3 separate regions of the Mus musculus genome follow, and all the other regions are linked to region 1. Evidence: chromatin contacts called from public HiChIP or PLAC-seq and promoter capture Hi-C data. All regions are on one chromosome and are shown on one strand. The core of a region is the stretch at or near the end of the contact, and the rest is flanking DNA. Distances in the headings are between cores, read along the strand shown.

Evidence for each region. Promoter capture Hi-C pulls out the DNA fragments that hold promoters and counts their contacts. HiChIP or PLAC-seq counts read pairs in DNA pulled down with a chosen protein or histone mark.
Region 2: a promoter capture Hi-C map of embryonic stem cells shows a contact between it and region 1, with 4 times the contacts expected there. The contact joins the promoter of Dnah14 here to the promoter of Ephx1 in region 1. A contact is called at or near these places in 4 of 39 promoter capture datasets (embryonic stem cells, hippocampal neurons and stem cell-derived epiblast-like cells), 2 of 115 datasets of contacts at active chromatin or transcription factors (craniofacial prominence and pancreatic cancer cells) and 2 of 9 other capture datasets (adipose tissue and embryonic stem cells).
Region 3: an HNF4G HiChIP or PLAC-seq map of pancreatic cancer cells shows a contact between it and region 1. The contact joins the enhancer-like site here to the promoter of Ephx1 in region 1. A contact is called at or near these places in 2 of 39 promoter capture datasets (embryonic stem cells and pre-B cells), 2 of 15 datasets of contacts at CTCF or cohesin (embryonic stem cells and pro-B cells), 5 of 115 datasets of contacts at active chromatin or transcription factors (embryonic stem cells, pancreatic cancer cells and stem cell-derived neural progenitor cells) and 1 of 9 other capture datasets (embryonic stem cells).

Annotation. Positions count from the first base shown.
Region 1 is chr1:181,015,320-181,019,868 of GRCm38.p6, reverse strand. It overlaps Ephx1 (epoxide hydrolase 1, microsomal), which reads left to right and starts at 2,300. Exons shown (of 9, transcript NM_010145.3): 1 at 2,300-2,442.
Region 2 is chr1:181,574,530-181,579,078 of GRCm38.p6, reverse strand. It overlaps Dnah14 (dynein, axonemal, heavy chain 14), which reads right to left and starts at 2,486. Exons shown (of 87, transcript NM_001377039.1): 1 at 2,351-2,486.
Region 3 is chr1:181,550,984-181,555,532 of GRCm38.p6, reverse strand. No RefSeq gene overlaps it. Among named protein-coding and RNA genes, the nearest start is that of Gm32767, 13 kb to the right of the region's middle. Within about 2 kb of position 2,587, at least 113 of the 459 cell types and tissues checked have an H3K27ac peak or open chromatin away from gene starts, as enhancers often do. A contact at or near this core is called in pancreatic cancer cells, where this site is marked.

The DNA.
Region 1 (4,549 bases), core at 1,051-3,550:
TTTCTTTCTTTCTTTCTTTCTTTTTTCTTTCTTTCTTTCTTTCTTTCTGTTAGATTGGCCTATAGGTAAGGCTGTGGGGGGTTGTGTTTTATAAAACAGAAAAGGAAGCCAGGGATGTGTTTGTAGAGTGAGGTACAGTGCAGGAGAAGGGATGCCTCTGCAGGACCATGCTGAGGGACCAGCCACACGACAGGTATAGGATAGAAGAGAGTTTATTTAAGGCATGGGGAGGGGAATTGAGGGAGTAGAAAGAGAGGAAGGCAGAGAGAGACAGAGAGAAAGGAGAGGAGTAGAGGGCGGCCATGAGCACGTGGGAAGGGGAAGGGAATGGGGAGAGAAGGGACAGATTAGGTAAGAGGGTAAAGGAGTAAGAGGGTGAGGAGGGGCCAGACAGCCTCTTTGATACTGAGTCAGGCATACCTGGTTGTTGCCAGGTAACTGTGGGGCAGAGCCTAGAAAAAATGCTAACGTGGAACATTTTGTTAATTAGTGATTGATGGATATGAGTGGACCCAGCCCACCAGCCATCTGGACAGATGTGTCCTTAGCTGTGTAAGGAAGCAGGCTGAGCAAGCCATAAAGAGCAAGCCAGAAACAGTGCCCTCTGGTCCAGTTCCTGCCTTCAGGTTCCTGTCCTGAGTTTCTGTCCTGACTTCCCTCAGGGATGGAGTGTGTCTGAGTTTCCAGCTGAAACCAATCCCTTCTTCCCTGTGCTGCTTTGATCACGATATTTTATCTTAGCAGTAGGAGACCTAACTAAGACAAGTAGGTTTATCACATTCACAGGATGATACATCCATCACCAGCAACTAGTGTTATGGTTTTGTCTTTTCTTTTCTTTTCTTTTCTTTTCTTCTTTCTTTCTTTTTTTTTTATTTTTAGTTATTTTCTTATTTTTTGAGACAATGTAATTTTTTTTATTTATTGTTATATGTAAGTACTGTAGCTGTCTTCAGACACACCAGAAGAGGGCATCAGATCCCATTACAGATGGTTGTGAGCCACCATGTGGTTGCTGGGATTTGAACTCAGGACCTTCCGAAGAGCAGTCGGTGCTCTTAACCTCTGAGCCATCTCACCAGCCCCTTTCTTTCTTTTTCAAGACAGGGTTTCTCTGTGTGACCCTGGCTGTCCTGGAACTTTCTCTGTAGACCAGGCTGGCATCATAGTCAAAGATCTGCCTGCCTCTGGCTCCTACTCAAGGAATGCTGGGAATAAAGGTGTAGCCACCATTGCCCAGCACATTAGAATGTTTCCATCTACACTTTGTTAAGAACAATACGTTTACTGCTTTGCTGAATGGCTGGAGGCAGCGCTCCTGTGGGAACAGTTTAGAGGGCGCTATGAAACAAGCCTGGACTATACACTGCAGAGGAGGACGGCAGGTGTGCAAACGGTGTGCTGGGGAGGGGAAGGAGCTGCAGTACCTGGAAATCCCAGGTTCCCAGAGAGGATTGAGGACACACTATCCAGGAGTTCCACGGAGGCAGGAATGAGTTGAATGTGTTCACTGGAGAGAAACCGGCTCTCCGTTAGAACGGAGAGGGTTTGGGCCATGATGAGCAGCGAAGGAGGCTGGAGATCAGAGGTGAGAGGTGAAAATAGGATCCCTACGCTTCACATGTGTGTAGGATGATAAACCTGGACCCCGCGGCAGGCACTGCTAGGCCCTCACAGTGGTGTGCCTGGTCATCTTGTCTGTGTGGCTGCTGAAGCCTGAGAAGGTTCTAGGCGAGTCTTAGGAGGGCCGCGGGGGTAAAGACAGGGCACTGGGCAGGCTGGCTAATGGAGAGCAGGTTAGCCCCAAGGGTGCCAGGAACTGTGGTTGTCCTACTCCTGCTTGCTGGCTAGGCAGCGCTCTCTCCCTCCTCCCTGTGCTGGCCTCTGCTTGGTGTCCATGCCTCCTGGGCTTCAGATCAGCCAGCCTCACAGGGTGCACTTAACGACAAACTTCAGGTTTGTGTGTTCATTCCACACTTCACTATTTTATTTGTGGTTCTGGGAATGAACTCCAGCGCCTTGCCCACGCGAGACACTCTACCCTCAAGCTTTATCCCCAGATGTTTGCTCACTGACTGGTTCGCTTATAAAATGGTTACAACGAACTGCTAGGAAGGTGAGAGGAAGGCTGTAGCACCAGGCCAGCTTGGGCTCTTGTGTGTAGAGTCCACAGACTGCAGAGTTTAAACTGCCAATACCCTGTTCAGAACAGCAGACTTTGCCAGAATAGGTGAAACACCTTAGCTAGATGCTCAGCTAGCCTTGGCCAACCAGCCAACTCGGGGGTGGGGCCAAGGCCTGGGCGGGGCTAGTGGGGGCGGGGCTAACAGGCAGCTGGTGTCACCAGCTCAGCAGCAGGCAAAGAGGCTCAAGAGGAGTTTGAGAGTGGAGGAACTGCACACCAGCCGCCGCGGGAGTAGGAACCCGAGAGCGACCCTGACAGTAAGCTCCGGGGACAGCAGCGGCACTCCAGCGTGAGAGTTGCGAGGGCTTCGCGTATCTCCCGCAGCTAAATGCGCTTCCCCTTATCCTAAGACCGATCCAGGCGTGCAATAGGCCATGCTTCTTAGTCCTGCATCTGATGCTCCATCCTCTTCCAGGGGCGTCAACCCCTTGCTTGCGCTTCGGAAGCAAGGGGTGGGTGCTGCGCCTGACAGCGATGCTGGCTCCTCAGCCCCCTGGTTTCCCCGCCCGCCCGCCCCCCCATGCATGTTTGTCCCTTGGGTTCCAGGCTTGCTACTTGCCCAGGCACCTGAGCCAATCCAGGTAGCTGAGGGCGCCGTCCAAGTGACTCTTAATTTTAACTTCTCCAGTCTGCACCTCCCGTCATTTAAACTTCCGGCGGCCAGAAGTCTGGATAGCCTTTCTGGCATCTGGTTGGCGGGATCAGGAGGGAGGTGGAGGGATCCGGTATGTATGCATGCGCGTTGACAGTAGGGCTGTGCCTTTGCTGGCATTCTGTGCTGCTGGCAGGATTGTAGAGATGGACATCTGCGACATTTGCTTCTCTGCCTCCGATTTCGGCCTGATCTTTTTTTTAAAGTCGCAGAGCCCCAGAGGCTCACATTGTTTTTACTGTGACAGTGACTTCCTCCCTCAAGTGGAGGCTTTCACTGGCTGTGCGTGGTCTGACTTCACACAAGACTTGAAGCTGAGGGGGCTGGGGGGAAGGGTGGAACAAAAACGTGGGCGTGTTCAGCAAAGACTTTCCATTCCCTAATACCCACACCAGGCGGGCCACGTGAGGGCTTCCTGTGTCCCTAAAGAAGTATGTTCAGTGCAACCGTGCTCAACGACACGGACTGACTGTTCAGACACTGCCCCCCACCCACCCACCCTGGGGATAGCAGGGAATGTGTTCTCATGGGCTCTGGGAGCTTTTGAATGCAGACAACAAACAAAATTCAAGGTCCTGGGTCAGATCCCCAACACCACATAATAAATAAACATATCTTTGTAAAATATAAATTATATTTGTGAGCTGTAGGAAATAGGAGGTCATAAAGAGGGAGCAGGACTGTTGACTAGAGAGGAAGAGGCCACACTTTCACACTCCAGAGGGTCAGGAGGGTCAGGAGTGCGCCTCACTACTCAGTATCCAGCTGCACAAGGCTGAGGAGAACATGCAAAGGCCCTGAGGCAGAGGTGCGCCTGCTGTGGGTGGCTTTTATGTCCTCAGTTGCCCTCTGGAAGAGAGACCAGAGTCAGTGAGGAGGCTCCAAGCTTTCAGCTGCCCCTCCGACCAAGAAAACAAGATTTCCCTAGACCCTCGGGTGCTCCTGGAGTCAGCTGGGTGACCTTCAGCACCATCCCTAATCCCCATGTTATCTGGTGTGACTGCACCAGCCTTTGGCTGTGCCTTACACACCTGCTGCCCAGATGAACTGAGAGGGAAATGCATGGGGAACAGAGGGAGGGATTTTTAGTGAAAGGGTGAGAGCCTCCACCAGACCCCTGGGGTCCAGTTTCTGCCCAGAGCCCAACTAGAGCACAGTGGTACCCACAAAAAGCCCTGTAAGGATGAGTAGTGTCTCTCCTCCATGCCCAGCAGCTCCAGCATGCCCAGGCATAGCCCTACTGATCTGGTGCCTCCACCCTTTTTGTTTTTTGTTTCCCCTGGGATCCTGGCCCTGGATCAAGTATTTGAAGGGCAGAGGCCCAAGTTCCACTTCCTGGTTCTTGTTTTAAGACCTCAGAGTATGGGAACACAGCCTGGCTGGAGGGATGAGGGACAACAGAGAATAAGATTGGAGGCAGGAGAGCCACTAGTCAGTGCCACTGGCCTTTTGGGGTTACCTGCAGGGGGTCTTCAGGCCAAGCTAGTATCATGGTGGAGTCACCAGGGAGCTGTGTTGATAAGACTGGGAAAGGATGTCCAAGAGGGAGCCCAGCCTCAGCCAGGAACCTTCTCCTGCATGGTGGTGCCCAGGGAATGGGGGGGGGGGGGAGGCGTCTGGCTCTCCATCCTCAGACATAATCAATTTCACAAACTGGTTCAAAGGAGCAAAGTGCCCTGCTACCAGGGCTTATTGATTTACTGAGGAAAACC
Region 2 (4,549 bases), core at 1,237-3,736, 560 kb before region 1:
TGATAAAGGCCTGACCAGTGTGCACAAGACCTTGGGTTCAATTCCCAGAGCTACCAGAGAGAAAATGGAGGAAGTGTCGGGAAATAGGTGAGACATAATAAACACATCTTCCAACAAACAGAATCAGGAGAATCAGTGCGCACATAAAAGAAAGGTAAACCCACACATTTCATAAGTAACAATAATCCCAGATGAGAAGTCTAAGATACAAGGACGCAAAAAAAAAATACAGTGAGCAGTCCTGGTGGCATAGGCTGTGCAGTCCCAGCTACTTGGGAGAATGAGATGGGAGGACAGCCTAGGATACAGCCAAAGTTCAAGGTCAGCCTGGGCAGCTTAGTGAGACCCGTCTCAAAATTAAAGTGGCAAGAGGGCTGGAGATACAACTGGGGGTGTAGAGTGCACCTCACACCTGAGAGTCACTGGGTGTGCCCCGATGTGTGTAGTACACGCGCACATGCCGATGTAACAAGCATGAAGGCAGAGGTAACAAATACTGCCAACAGAATACAACTGTGTCCCCAAGGAGTACAAGTGTGGTGCTGGGGAAACGGCTCAGTGGGTAAAGTGTGTGCCTCAGAAGTGCAAGGACCTGAATTAGGGTCCCCAGAGCCTACATCTTAAAGAGCTGTGTGTGGTGGCCCACACTTAAAATCCCAACGATAGAAAGATGGGCGGTAGATGCAGATGGATCCCTGGAGCCCACTGAACAGCCAGTCTTGCCTCCTTGGTCAACTTCCAACCAATGAGAAGGCTTGTCTTAAAGAAAACAGAGCATGGGACTGAGCAACACCCAAGGCAGTCCTCTGACCTCCACATGCATGTACACATGTGTACTACCCTCTCCATGAACATGAAGAAACATACACGCAAGTTAGGTGTACTTGGACACAGGGGTACAGGCTTGTAATTCTAGCACTAAGGAGGCTGAGGAGGGAAGATCGGAAGTTAAAGACCAATCTTGGCTATGCAGCCAAAAAGAGGAGGGGAGAGGGCTCAGGGGAGGGGAAGGGGGAAGGAGGGGAGGGGGAAGGGGAGGGAGAAGGAAGGAAAATGTGGTTAAAATACAAAGCCATATTTTAATAGATGTCAGGAAAAAATTATCTGAACTAAAGTATTTTAAAGATCTTTGCATCGTCTGAAAGAAAATTTTAAAAATTGAGGGCTGGAGATATGGAGCAATGGTGGAGTATCTACCGAGCATGTGGAGAGCCCTGGGAAAACCTGCAGTATGGAAAGAGGGGGAAGAGAGGAGGGGAAGAGGACATAGTGGAAGGTGGGAAGAGAAACGTGGGGGGGGGGCTGACGGGGGGGCAGGACTATAACCATGCTGGGCTACAAACCTACAATTCCAGCACTTGAGAACCAAGCAAAAAAATAATTGCAGGACATTCCCCAAAGCAAAGCTTGAATTTTCCACATACTGAACACTCAGCATGTCTACAATGGCTGTCTTTACTGAGCATACACAGAGGATTTTTTCACTTGTCTGTTGCCTTTATCACCTCAATGCTACTGTGTCACGAGGTAATGACACAGAATTACATTGTATTGGGTAGATAGCGCCAGTAATCTAAATTATCTCACGTTTTCCAGAGGATGATGGGTTATATGTATAGATGAGGATATTTAGAGTTGGGCTTCATGAATCTGAGAGAGGTGGTGTCTGGGAAGCCATCCTCTTAGGGACCATGTGTTATTTGCGCACATAAGTCCTGTCACAGCTTCAGTTGTCCCACATGAGGGAAAGAATTCTCACATGAGGGACTGGTCCCATTGGAATGTCCTGCAGACCTATATGTTGGGCATTTTCTTGACTGCTAATTGATGCAGTTGGGTCCTAAGGGGATGTAGGAGAACGGTGACCACTGGGAGCAGAGCCATCGCTAGGCAACTGGACCTGCGCTGTATAAGACAGGAAAATGAACAAGTCATGAGAGGGCAGGGCAGGGTTTCTCCACGGTCTCTGTTTCAGTGCCTGCCCTGGTGTCTCTCCATGAGGGGCTATAATGTGTAAGCCCAATAAACCCTTTCCTTCCCCAAGTTACTTTCGGTAGGTGTTGAATCACAGCAACAGAGACACAAACTAGAACAAAGCGGCAGGTGCGTGACTATGTTAAACAGCAGCAAGGTTTTGCAAAGAGCAACAAACATCACTTATTTATGACTGGAAAAAAAAAGCAAGCTTTAAAATCTCGTAGTCTGGGAACGGGTCGCTGAAGCCTGGTTGATCAGTAGCAACTAGGAAACTGCTTCTCTGAGGAAGGACAGGGCTCTGAGACACTTGTGCGGGCACTCCCAAGGACCCAGGCACAGAGGCCCAGGGCAGACACCTGTTTACCTCGTTTACCTGGTATGCTGTGGCAGTCAAGGTCTCCTCCTCCCCTTCTTCCTTTTCCTGCCTCAGCACTGCATAGTCCAGGAGCATACACAGGCACAAGTTTAGAGACTACTGCCCCAGCCCCAACTCAGTAACGGTCAAGCGCCTCGTGCCTCGGGAGCCAAGGCCTTAGGAGCCCCGCAGTTGCTAGGGGCAGGCGCTGGGGCGGAGTGAGTACCGGAAGTGCTCAAGCCTGGTCCGCTGTATGGCTCAGCACAGATAAGACCTCCCTCTGACAGCCCCGCCTGCAATCTGCCAGGCAGGGCCCAAGGGGGAGATACCTATAGGTGTGAAGAGTAAGATCTGAGCGTTTGAAAGAGGGGACCTTTCATTTATGATTTACACAGACTGTGCATATGACCTACTACGGCCAAGCCTGGTGTCCACATCTCTAAATCCCGCTTGGCTAAGAGGACCACAAATGTGAGCATCAGCCTGGGCTACATTAGTGAGACCCTAGCTCAAAGAAAACAGAACACCATTAAGAGACTAATAAAAGTACTGTGAAGAGTACAAGAGGTATAGGCATTCCTAAATAATAAGGTTACATATATTCGTGAATTCCCATTTGCATGTCTTACACGGCTTTATTGACGCCCTATATTTTATTCACCTATTTATTGAGGACTTACTTATTTGTTGGTAGAGACAAAGGCAGAGAAACAGCATAGAGATGTGTTGGGTCTGTAAAATGGATGACTAATTGGGAGGGGCGAGATAATCAGCTTTCAATTTTCAATATTCATAGGGCTAAGGACGTGATCATTCCAATATGTCACAGTAAGAGATGAATTTTTTGGAGAGCTATTTGGTAAGAGAAGTTGGAGATAAGGGGACATCACTTTTAAAGGAAAAAAATTAAAATGTTATATGTAAATAAATCATATTTAGTTTAATAGAGCTATCCAGAAAGCTGAGAGAAATCTGTTTTAATAAAACAAGAGATTACATTTTAGCAGAAGAGGAGGAAAGATAGATAACAAAAAAAAGATGGCTTATGAGGAGTTTCCTGAGGTCAAGTTTCCCTCCAGCCATCATTGCCTGAGCAAATCCTGCTTCTGTTTACCCCAGTTGTGAAACTCAATCTCAGCCCTTCCCTCTCCCTCACTTCCTATCCCAATTCCAATTGTTACAACTCTGCAGATCTGTGCACAAGCAGTATGGTTAGTCTGCCATTTTCCTCTGTCTTCAATCTCTGCTGGAGGCAAAGCAGTAGGTTTTGAACTTAGACCCAGAACTTCTGAATATGAGGTGCAGAATCTCAGACCTGTTAGGAGTACTGAAGTTTTTAGAGATTCCTATCATGGATTTGTATCTTCCTATACAAATTAATTATTATTAATGGTGTGAAGAGTGACTGTACTAAGCCTCATTACTAAATCTCTCTGTATCCACTTTACGATGAGAGAAAGACAAGCCCTCAGACACTGTCTTGGTGACTGTCAACAACCACAAGTCAACTGGGAAGACAGAAGCTCAAGAAGAATTGTCTCCATCAGATTGACCTGTGACAATATCTGTGAGACATTGTTTTGATTGATGATTGATGTGGGAGGCCCAGCCCACTGTGGGTGGTGCTACCCCTAGGCAAGTGGGTCAGTAAAAACTAACCAGGACACAGAATGGTGAAAATGCTCAGTTACTCACTACATATGGTTCCAGTTAAGATCAAATAAGACAAACAGAGCTCTGGCCTCTCATTTTGGTTCTTATATAGTGACCAATAACCTGCTTGTGGTATATAGATAGAACTATTTTCCTTAAACTTATAGCCTTGGAAGGGGGCAGTTTCACTGTCTCAAGTGGCCAGGAATCATAGTGCTGAAGTACAAGAGAGGATTCCTAAGTGCTCTGATGGGCTTAGGGGGGATATGGTTTTGGGTACACTTTGCTCAAGCATGCGTTATAGCATAGTTGGCAATGAGTTCAAGGGTAATCAATCAAACATATAGGTAAAGTGTATTTAAGCAGAAACACACATAAAACAAATTCATATTGATCAGGAACCTAATCATGTATATTCCAGGCATAACGGTTTAGCATCACTAATTCAGTGTGTGCTCTGACTTTACAGGCAATTTCATGTCCATAAATAGCAAGAACCAACCATCTACAGAGTCAAACATGTGAGACTGAGTTTGCTTTGTTCTCTGCAAATATTAGGACCTG
Region 3 (4,549 bases), core at 1,338-3,837, 540 kb before region 1:
AAACTAAACGTGTTTCTCCTTTCTTCCACCGTCTCAGCTCACCCAGATACATTATCTTCTCCTTCTCTTTGATGGGTGTGGAAGCATGAGTATTTTGTCAGATGAATTTACACACATCCATCCCTGCTACTATTACTTGACGTTTTTCACGTGAGCTGAAATGGAACCACGTGCTCAGCGGAGAAACATATGTCACCCAAGAACTCCAAGGTGCCTGCCTGGTCTCAAAGCACGTGTTCCGCTGAGATGTGGCTCAGAGATAAGAGAGTGCTTACCTAGCAAGTCAGGACCTAGAGGCCATCTTCTCACACAAACCCGAAACCAAACGAACCAAAGGAAACACCATGAAGTGGCTGCTGAGATAGATGGCTCAGGGTTGGAGCCTCCGCCGCTTAGGCATTTCTTCTTCTGCAGAAGCCAAGGGCAGTAGTTTGGCTGGGGCTGCCTTTGCTGGGCATTGGCTCAACCAAACGAACCAAAGGAAACACCATGAAGTGGCTGCTGAGATAGATGGCTCAGGGTTGGAGCCTCCGCCGCTTAGGCATTTCTTTTTCTGCAGAAGCCAAGGGCAGTAGTTTGGCTGGGGCTGCCTTTGCTGGGCATTGGCTCAGCTGATTGGTTGGACTAATCTAGACTGGTTTGGCTCGCTGTATCCTCTCATTCATCTCCTAGGGTAAAGGAGCAGCCACTGTCTGAGACATAGTATAGCCCTAATGTCCGAGTACCAAAACCTCAACAGAAACCAAAACACTCAATAACACAGGGTTGAGATTTGGTCTTATGCTATGTATTGTAAGTGCTGACCCGCGAGGCCTAGTTGCCCCAGAGACAAGAGAGTCCACTATGTAACCTTCTTTCTGATTGGTGAATAAAGATGGTGCGAGCCAATGGCTGGGCAGAAGAGACATGGGTGGGGCTTAGGGTCCCCGACTTGGGGTCAGAACCACAAAAGAGAGAGAGAAGTTGTTGAATGGAGAAGAAAGCTGTCATGGGATAAGAATCTTAAAATAATGGCCATGTGGGTTGGGTTGGCTAATTGGAGTTAAGAGCAGCCCAGAGGAAACATAGCAAATTGTGTATGGGATTATTGGCTGGGAAATAGATATAATAGCAAAGAAGATAGAAACCTGCCAAGCTCTTGTGCTGATTAAGGCTTGTTATAAATATGAAAGTTGTGTGAAAAAAGAAAGGTTGTGTATATCTTTTATCTGGGAACTAAATGGTCAAAGGTGGGGTAGAAACCCTTGATTAGGATTAAATATTTATATAACACACAGGAACCTTTTGCTCAAGTGCGACAAGCAATTCACTGGCCACAGAGCGTCAGGTGGCCATGCACAGCGTTATTCAACTTGTATTTCAGCAATAAACCTCTTACTGCAAACATTGCAGGGAGCCCACGCAGGGAGCCCCACACAGGGAGCCCACGCAGGGAGCCCCACACAGGGAGCCCACGCAGGGAGCCCCACACAGGGAGCCCACGCAGGGAGCCCACGCAGGGAGCCCACGCAGGGAGCCCACGCAGGGAGAGGGATTACTATATGGTATTGGCGGAAAACTCTAGAAACAAATCTAAATGTTCAGCAAGTGAAGTCCATAAAACAAAAAATACTATACTCATACAAGGAACCGCAATGAACTATGATCAATAGCTATAAAGGGAATGGGCCGCATCCACACTCAACTAACTTCTCAACTCGAAACCTGAAACTGTACTGTTGAGAGGAGAAATCAAGTTGATCGTATTGGTTACTGTAACATTTCAGTAACCTGCAAATGGGGAGAGGAGGACGGGAGAGGACGGAAAAAGAGAGAAGGAGGGAAACAGAGAGGGAGGAATTAAATCAATTTCTCGAGGCATTTTTGTTTTGTTTTGAGATCGTCTCCCTGTGTTGCCCATCCTGACCCATAGCTGTCTATCCTCTTGCCTTGGCTTTCTGAGTGCTAGGAACCATAACAGGCACACGCTACCATGCCTGGCTTGCGATGTCATTTAAAAGACACAATTCAGCCAACATGTAAAGTCCTCCACCCCCAATGCAGAAGTAAATGGATGCCTCTTTGGGACCCCAAAGTTCCTCAACGGGGAGCAGATATTAGAGATTTAGCCAAGAGAGATGATTGTGTTGAGTCACAGAAACCCCTGTCTGTAGCCGCACCCTCCTCTTCTTAGATATGACCGTCACATCCGTGGGTGTTCATCAGGGTGGTGAGTGGGTGTCGACCTTCTGAAGGCAGCTCTGAACTTTCCCAGTTCTCCAGCCAGCAGTGTAAGCTGCCATCTGTTCAGGGACACAGAGGCCCAGGTGCCAGGCATCCTCAAACCACACCCTCTGCTCTTCTTCTGGGTGGGGGTGGGGGTGTCTGAAAGCCCATTTTCTTCACGGGCTTTGAGAGCTCCTGTCCCCTGCAGCATATTACTAAATGCTCTCCGGGGAGCAAGGAGTGATAAACTTAGAAATCAGCCAGATCTCCCGCAGTGACTAAGGACTTAAAAGGAGGAAATGATTAAGGAATCACTGAGCTGTCTGAGGGACCAAGGAGTCCCTCCACCCTGAGTCACAGGGCATAAAAAGTTACATCATAGCCAGGGTTGACTTGCATAAGTGGGGATGCTGATGCCTGTCAGGGGACGGCTCTGCCAGGGGCAACACAGTAGTGGCACATGTGCCGAGGCTGCTCAACTGGACAGAGCTCTCCAAGTACCAGTGAGAAGCCTTGAAGTCACCCTCTTCCAGTGAACCTCTCTTTATGTCCTAAGAGTAAACATGACATGGCTGGCAAATGGACCGGGCAGCCCTGGGAAAAAAAGCAGCTGGTGTGGTTTTGCTGCCATCTGCCAAAGTCTGGAGTGCCCTCATTTGTCAGTCCAGTTCTCTGGCTGTCTCTGCCTTGCTGTCCTGGCAGCTAAGTAGGCTGTGACTCTCCCTCCCCCTCCTTACACAGCTCTTAGGCTCCTGCTGTCCTGCTCTTTCTGTTTCAGTCCCTTGGTTCTAGCAGTATCCTGCTGGGACTTGAATTCCCATGTCCTCTAAGCTGCACAGGGCTGGGACAGGGGGTTGGAGGTTTCTAATGTACAGATAAAGTTACTAAGGTTTCTGGCTTTAGGTGTCACCTAGAAGGCCTCCCTGATTACTTAACTCCTTTCTCCCATGGCAGTACAAGAACTGATCCCATAAAAGAACTTGTCAAAAACCAGGAGGAAAAGCAAGCTAGGCTCCCTCTGGTTCACCTCCAATAGCAGTGACTGCAGGATATCCTAAGCCTGACTCCCAGGCACTAAGGATGGAGGAAGTAATACCTACTTTAGAGAGGGGCAACAGCAAGTCAGGAAATAAAGTCAAGCTGCAGAGGCCACAGGACAATCCCTTGTCCTCCACTCCCCAAAGATGCCTCCCTAGTGAAGGTCCTTATTACCCTGCACAGCAAGTGGGACATCAGCCAGCAAGGACTTTACTAGCTCATTTTCTCTGTGCTAGCATAAGAAAGAGTGCAACTTGCTGGCTGAAATGGCAAAAGGGAAATAAAAACATGCAAGCAAAGAAGGAAGCAAAGAAGGAAGAGAGGAGGGAAGGAAGGAAGGAAGGAAGGAAGGAAGGAAGGAAGGAAGGAAGGAAGGAAGGAAGGAAGAAAGGAAGAGAGGGAACAAGGGAGGGAGGAAAGAAGGGAAGAAGGGAGGAAAGAAGGGGGGCAGGAAACACTTCATCTCAGATTCAAAAGTGCTTTTGACCCCTTGTGGCTCCAAGTCGCTCCATCATAGCAGCAACCACAGCCTTGGCTTTGCTGTGAAACTTTGCAGCCAGAAACTGGATCCACCCATCCTCTGGCCGTGGATAGACCCAGCTTTCTCACCAGCCTTGCAGGGAGAAAGTGAGAGGCCTCTACAGTTATCCACACAGAATCTCCCTTCCTTGCAACCTGTTCATCAAATCCACAACTCCTTTGGGTTTGTCTTCTAAGAAGAACCACATGGGTTTACTCCCTGCTGTCTAAAGAGCTCCACTTCCCAATGGCAAAAGCATGCAGGGTTGCTGGACAGGGTGGCCATGCAGAGGTGAGGAGCTGAGAGGGGATAGAGGGAGCTAAGATTCAATGTGGATTCTTTTCTCTACATCCCCTGCTGAGATTTCCTTGGCATCTTGGTAGCACAGGGAGGCAAAGTTCCAGCCAGGCTGAGAGTAAGGAAGAGGGATTAATGCCTGTGGTGGTCAGCTTCCCGATAGTGTAGAACACGTTGGAGTGACAGCAACTTATTCTTAAACAGCAAAGTTTGGGTTCTTAGTCTGTGATCACTTGATTCCATTCTTTTGGGGTCTGGGGTGGGATAACACATTATGCTAGGGACAGGCAGCATGCTTACTGTTCTCCCCAGGGCAGTAGGAAGTGAACTGAAGAGGCAGGACTATGGTCACAATATTCCTTTCAGGGACACAGCCCTGGTGACCTAACCTCGGCTCTACCTCCTGAAGGTTCAGCTGCCTCCAACAGCCACACAGCTGATAACCAAGGCTTAGCACGTGAGTCATCAGGGCATTTGGGATATAAGTGA